Regions from separate parts of the Sus scrofa genome. Here region 2 is linked to region 1. A link is a contact called in public HiChIP or PLAC-seq data. All regions are on one chromosome and are shown on one strand. The core of a region is the stretch at or near the end of the contact, and the rest is flanking DNA. Distances in the headings are between cores, read along the strand shown. Region 1 overlaps MARCH6 (membrane associated ring-CH-type finger 6). Region 2 overlaps CMBL (carboxymethylenebutenolidase homolog).

Region 1 (3,229 bases), core at 536-3,035:
AGGACAAGGTGGGACCGCTTTGCCCTGTGATTGCACTGGCCCACCCACACTTGCACTCATCCCACCCTAGGTGGATCATCCTGAGGTAGAACGTGCCTGTCTCTAAAGGTAATCCACAGGACTCTAAGCACTTCCAGCTGATGTTTGAGCCCTTGTTCAGCTGCTACCTGCAGAACTGTGGTAATTCTAGAACTAATCCATGCCTGTGGGCAACAGTAGCTCTGCTCTGATGATTCTAGATAACCTGGATTGCATGTCCTGTGGCCTCTTCAAGAAGTCATTGTGCCTACCATGGTTACCACTATGTCTGGGAGTCCAGATAATGGGAAATCTGGGTTCAGTTCCACAGAGGAAGCACAGTAATCAGTTACCCCAACCAAGGAAGGCAGTGACGATTAACAGCTGGAGTTTTTCAAGGTCCGGTAATTGGAATGAGGCCACTTAGAATCCTTTAAGGCTGACCCATTGCAGGGCAAATCCTGCCTGCAGCTGAAGAAATCCCTAGTTTCAATGGCAAGGTAGTGAATTTCGTGTGTTAAAATGCTGTGTGATCTCCTGTAGGGCAGTGTGTCTACACTGGGGAGCCCCTGTTCCATCCTCATCCTCTGCTTCTTGCTTGTCCTGGCTCTGAGCCGAGTTTCCCTGGGCTGAAATATGCTCTTGAGGAAACTGGGGTACTCAAAGAAGGCTGCCTGCACACTGCCCCTGGAAATTGCAGAAGGGGAATGTGGTTCAGTTTCGTTTGTGTTAAAACTTTGGTTGCAGAGGCCTGTTAGGTGGGATGATTGGGAGATTGGTATTGTATCACTAGAGCTCACAGTCTTCAATTGATGCAGTTCTGACCAGAGAATAAGCTTTTGCCATGGATGTTTCCATTAATTAAGGATGAAGGTGAAAATAGGAGGTTTGAAGAAATTCCAAGCCTGTGTTGTTCTGACCATAAATGATGCCAGTGCCAGTGTTATTCCCAGTAATGTGCTGGCAGCTTCTAGGAAACCACATCCCTCAAATGTGGTAGCTGGAGTGTCTGGTTTCAAAGCTGAAGTTGAAAAGGCACAGCTATGTAACCTATGCCTAATTTGACTCAAGCTGGACAACCCTACTCGACTCCATTGCAGGCAGGATTGGCATGTTGATAGCTCTTCCGTGGGTGGTTGTTGCATGACCTTTTCTGTGTTGTCTGGTTTATTGACAACCAGGGAGACTAGTGTGCTAACCACTTAGGTTACCCTGAAAGTTCAGTATCCCTAACTTTGACAGATGTTGTTGAGCAGCCCAAGACTGAGCAGTCAGAAGTCACTGATGCTCTTAAGTGGCTGGGACTTTGCCACACTGCCCTGTGTGTGCACATCCTAGTCTGGCAGGTGCTGGGGGTTGATTATTAAATCCTTTTGTGGTAGGCTCTGGGTTGCAGTTATTCCTCATTAATGAGGAATTCCCTGTAAAAGAGTCAATCAGAAGCTTTTATCAGGCCCTTCCCTCTTGCTCACCCTGCCACTGGGCCCTCAGATTGCCACTTGGGGTTTGCACTTGGCCTTGGTGGATCATTGAGAAGATGGTCTAAATAAAAAGTTGCAACCAGGTTTTGGTTGGTGGTCCTGTGGCAGGACCACATTAAAGAGCTAACAGCAAGATGGATCTGTTTCAGTCATCTGTGTGTCATCTGCCACCCCAGGTAACTCTGACAAGTAGTGCCCTGAGAACCACTTGGGGTGTGGGCAGGGGTGGGGTAGGGAGGGGTGTGGAGGGAGTGAGGAAAGAGCTGCTGCCCTCTGGCTGTGGACCCTGTAGCCCTGAGCTCCCGTAGTTTCTGCATAATGCAGCCTCTCTGGCGCCTTCACAGTCTTGGGGTACTCCCCCCATTTTGTGTGTGTATCTCCCTCTAGTGGTGAGAGAGGTGTGTGTGTGTGTGTGTGTGTGTGTGTGTCGCCTTCACAGTCTTGGGGTACTCCCCCCATTTTGTGTGTGTATCTCCCTCTAGTGGTGAGAGAGAGAGAGAGAGAGAGAGAGAGAGAGAGAGAGAGAGAGAGAGAGAGAGAGAGAGAGAGAGAGAGGGAGAGTGTGTGTGTGTGTGTGTGTGTGTGTCCCTTTAGTGGTGAGATATCTCCAGGTCCGCTCACTGCTGTTTTTTCCCCCAAGATGTGTTTTAATGGAGTTTAAACTTAGGACTGGACTTAGGATTTTAAACTGTTAGGACGTGAGCAGTGATGTGATTTTGCATATTTCTATTTATAATTTGTTAGTAATGAGAGTGCGATTTTAAATAAAGCCACTGTTTGTTATTTTCAATTTTGATTTATTTACAGAGTTCTCGCACAAACTAGCAGTTGACCTTTTTGTATAAGAGAAAATTTGAAAGTTTCAGATATACTTGCTTGTCATCCTGATCCCACCTTTCATTTCTTCATTTTTTTTTTCTTTTTAGGTCCACACCTGTGGCATATGGAAGTTCTTAGGCTGGGGGTTGAATCAGAGCTGCAGCTGCTGGCCTACATCACAGCCACAGCAACACCAGATCTGAGCCGCGTCTGACCTAGACCACAGCTCATGGCAACGCCAGATCCTTAACCCACTGAGCAAGGCCAGGGATCAAACCTTCCCGTCCTCGTGGATACTAGTTGGATTCTTAATCCTTTGAGTCACAAAGGGAACTTCCCATTTCTCCATAATGTTTATTAATGTTTTATCTAGTGATTGTGTCTTGCTTTAACATGGACTGTTTTAGTTTTTGGTAGTCTTTTAAAGTTATAGCCAAAGATAATTCGATATTTCTTTTTCATTAATAGACATATGTAGAGTGTGTCGGTCAGAGGGAACACCTGAGAAACCTCTTTATCATCCTTGTGTATGTACTGGCAGTATTAAGTTTATCCATCAAGAATGGTGAGTCATCCTTTTAGGAAATTTTTATGTCTGAGCTTCACTTTTGTTACCTTGTAATAAGGGGGACTATTTTAATGAATTTTCTCTGTAGTTAATTTTTAAAAAATTGTATTGTGAAAATTGGGAAATTATGCATATTTCTTATTACCATACCATGACATTTTGGTATATTGTCTTCCAGGTACATGTGAGTACCCATTTATGTATTTCTACTGTGGAGAGCTTATTTTGTTCATTGGAAGTATTAGAGTTTTCTAGTTTTGCTTGGCATGGTTATAACTTACATTTATGAAATGCTTTGTGTCAGGTAATACTCAGTGCTTTTATACATCTTTACCCATTTAAA
Region 2 (3,229 bases), core at 388-2,887, 82 kb before region 1:
GGAAGTTCCTAGGTCGAATAGGAGCTGTAGCCACTAGCCTATGCCACAGCCACAGCCACACCAGATCCTTAATCCACTGAGCAAAGCCAGATATCAAACCTGAGTCCTCATGGATACTAGTTGGGTTCGTTACTGCTGAACCACAGTGGAATTCCAGATGCAAACTATTACATTTAGAATGGATAAGCAATGAGGTCCTGCTGTATAGCACAGGGAACTTATAGCTAATCACTTGTGATAGACCATGTTGGAAGATAACATAAGAAAGGGAATGTATGTATAATATGATCAGGTCATTCTGTTGTACAGCACACATTGGCACAACATTGTAAATCAACTATACTTTTTAAAAAATCCATTACAAATGCTAGAAATACCTGAGTGAATGTAACCAACAAATAAAACAGGAGTTCCTGTCGTGGCGCAGTGGTGAACGAATCCGACTAGGAACCATGAGGTTGTGGGTTCGATCCCTGCCCTTGCTCAGTGGGTTAAGGATCCGGCGTTGCCGTGAGCTGCAGTGTAGGTTGCAGATGCGGCTCGGATCCTGCGTTGCTGTGGCTCTGGCGTAGGCCGGTGGCTACAGCTCCGATTAGACCCCTAGCCTGGGAGCCTCCATATGCTGAGGGAGCGGCCCAAGAAATAGCAAAAAGACAAAAAAAAAAACAAAAAAAAAACAACAAAAAAAACAAATAAAAACTAAAATGATGGAGTGCAGAAGAAGGAGGGGGCAACTCCCCAAGCTGGACCAAAGAGGAAACTGAAAACCAGGGTCAGGATGGCAGGAGCAGCTGGGAGGGAGCCAGGATGCCGGCGGTAACAGGGCCAGACCCAGAGACAGGCGCTCGCACAACTGCTGCTCAGGGGTCCATATCCAGTGAGGCCCTGGGACCCCATGAGACACACTATGTCTGAGTCCTCAACAGTTCATGGTTAGTGAAGAAAATAAAAAACCAACAACAAAAAGAAAAAAAGAAAAAGAAAAAAAGAAAAAGAAAAACTCTGCCCACCAGATCTAGGACTATGGCAAGGAAGCCCAGGAAAGGAAAAAAGAAACCACAGAAAATAAAATAAAATAATAAAATAAAACTGGATAATAAATGAATGTAAAATCTTCAACAACAACAAAACCAGTTCAAATTGGCAGCATCCTTTTGTTTTGTTTGGCTGCACCCACAGCATGTGGAAGTTCCCAGGCCAGGGACCGAACACGCATGACAGCAGTGACAATAAAGGACCCAGGGAACTCCTCCTGCACCATCCTTTTTTTCGGTCTTTTCTTTCTTCTTTTTGGCCATACCCATGGCAAAAGTTTCTGGGTCAAGGATCGAAACCAAGCCGCAGTTGCAGCAATGCTGGATCCTTAAACAGCTGCTCCACCAGGGAACTCCTGCACCGTCCTTTTGAAGTAGGAATGCCTAGGCTGAGAAACCGACACAGCAGTGGGACCCTGGGCCGTGACATCCCTGGGCACCTGGCAGAGACAAATGCACATCTACTTTAGAGCAAGACGTTCACAACCCAGGCTGGAAAAACACTTCCCACCGAGGACATGCTTACCCAAAAGAGCCTGCCAGGAGGAAGCGGCCCAAAGAAACACGCAGCAGCAGAGCTGAGGGAACAGAAAGGAGGAAGAGACCCAAACAGGCCTGACCACGCAAACAGAAGGCAGGAATGGAGGAGGGGAAGAACACGGACATGCTTCCAACCAGAGAGCACGAAATCGTGTGGCCGAGATAAACCCCAACAAGTGCAAATAAATAAATTCATTCTGAGACAGAGTCGCAAACCTTTTAAATCTATTTTTTTTTTTTTTTTTTGCTTTTTTGCTTTTTAGGACCACACCCCAAAAGGGAAGTTCCCAGGCTAGGGGTCAAATCAGAGCTGCAGCTGCCGGCCTACACCACAGCCACAGCCACTTGGGATTCGAGCCGTGTCTGTGACCTGCACCACAGCTCACGGCAGCGCTGGATCCTTAACCCACTGAGCAAGGCCAGGGATCGAACCCTCGTCCTCATGGATAGTAGTTAGGTTCGTAACCCACTGAGCCACAACAGGAGCTCCCTCGAATGAGATCTTTTAAAAAAATTCAAGAAGGTTCCCTCGAAAAGGAAAAAGTGGGAAGGTTGAACCTGAAGACAGAGATCTCTTCATTTGCAGTTAGAGAATATGCAGTCTTTTCAAGTCGATGTGAACAGCCTCCAAAACTGCAACAAATTTTCATTTGTTTGTTTGTCTTTTTTGTCTATTTAGGGCCAAACCCTTGGCATATGGAGGGTCCCAGGCTAGGGGTCAAGTCAGAGCTGTAGCCACTGGACGACACCACAGCCACAGCCATGCTGGATCAGAGCTACGTCTGCAACCTACACCACAGCTCAAGGCAACACCGTATCCTTAATCCACTGGATCGAGGCCAGGGATCGAACCGGCAACCTCGTGGTTCCTAGTCAGATTTGTGGACCGCTGAGCCTCAACAGGAACTCCAAAACTGCCACATGTTAACCCACCCTACAAGTCAACACAAAGATTTTATATAAAATGTGTTATATTCGTACAACAAAGAAATGATAAAAATTCAAAAGGTTGGTGGTTGTTTTTTTTTCCTTTGGCTGCACCCTCGGCACGTGGAAGGTCCTAAGCCAGGGATCGAACCCACACCACAGCAGGGACAACACTAGATCCTGAACCCACTAGGCCACCAGGCAACTCCAAATTCAAAAGGTTTAGAACTGAATTACAATGAAAACACTGTGGAGCCAAAGTTGAAATGCACTGGTGCTGAGAGAAATACCGGTATCCTGGACTGTCTTCCTACCCTCTTAGGTGCAGCACCTGCGGGCCTGTGAAAGTAACTAACAAAAGTCAAATTAACAGGAGAAAACACTTACACAGGTAATTCATATTCTCAACTTTAAGTACACAAGGACTTTGTAGAAAAGAAGTGAAAAGCCAGGAAGCAGCTGGGGAGTTCCCGTCGTGGCTCAGTGGTTCACAGATTCGACCAGAAACCATGAGGTTGTGGATTCGATCCCTGGTCTCGATCCAGTGGATTAAGGAGACTGATGCCCTAATTTTAGGCAGAAAGGGGGAGGGAAAAAAAAAAACTCTGCACCTGCTATTTCTCAATTGCCTTCAGCTCAAAATAATCAATACGCCAAAATGCCATATTTTGGGTGACATTTTCTGGTCCTCTTTAATGACATGTATTAGATAAGAACAAAGATTGGAA

The links. HiChIP or PLAC-seq counts read pairs in DNA pulled down with a chosen protein or histone mark.
Region 2: a contact with region 1 is called in an H3K27ac HiChIP or PLAC-seq map of alveolar macrophages. The contact joins two enhancer-like sites. A contact is called at or near these places in 1 of 5 promoter capture datasets (liver), 25 of 47 Hi-C or Micro-C datasets (alveolar macrophages, blood, brain and 12 more) and 2 of 2 datasets of contacts at active chromatin or transcription factors (alveolar macrophages and skeletal muscle).

Annotation. Positions count from the first base shown.
Region 1 is chr16:72,105,502-72,108,730 of Sscrofa11.1, reverse strand. It overlaps MARCH6 (membrane associated ring-CH-type finger 6), which reads left to right. Exons shown (of 27, transcript NM_001130535.1): 2 at 2,787-2,883. Among named protein-coding and RNA genes, the nearest start is that of MARCH6, 21 kb to the left of the region's middle. Within about 2 kb of position 1,785, at least 15 of the 83 cell types and tissues checked have an H3K27ac peak or open chromatin away from gene starts, as enhancers often do. A contact at or near this core is called in alveolar macrophages, where this site is marked.
Region 2 is chr16:72,187,484-72,190,712 of Sscrofa11.1, reverse strand. The region is part of intron 1 of CMBL (carboxymethylenebutenolidase homolog); the gene reads right to left. Among named protein-coding and RNA genes, the nearest start is that of CMBL, 18 kb to the right of the region's middle. Within about 2 kb of position 1,637, at least 2 of the 83 cell types and tissues checked have an H3K27ac peak or open chromatin away from gene starts, as enhancers often do. A contact at or near this core is called in alveolar macrophages, where this site is marked.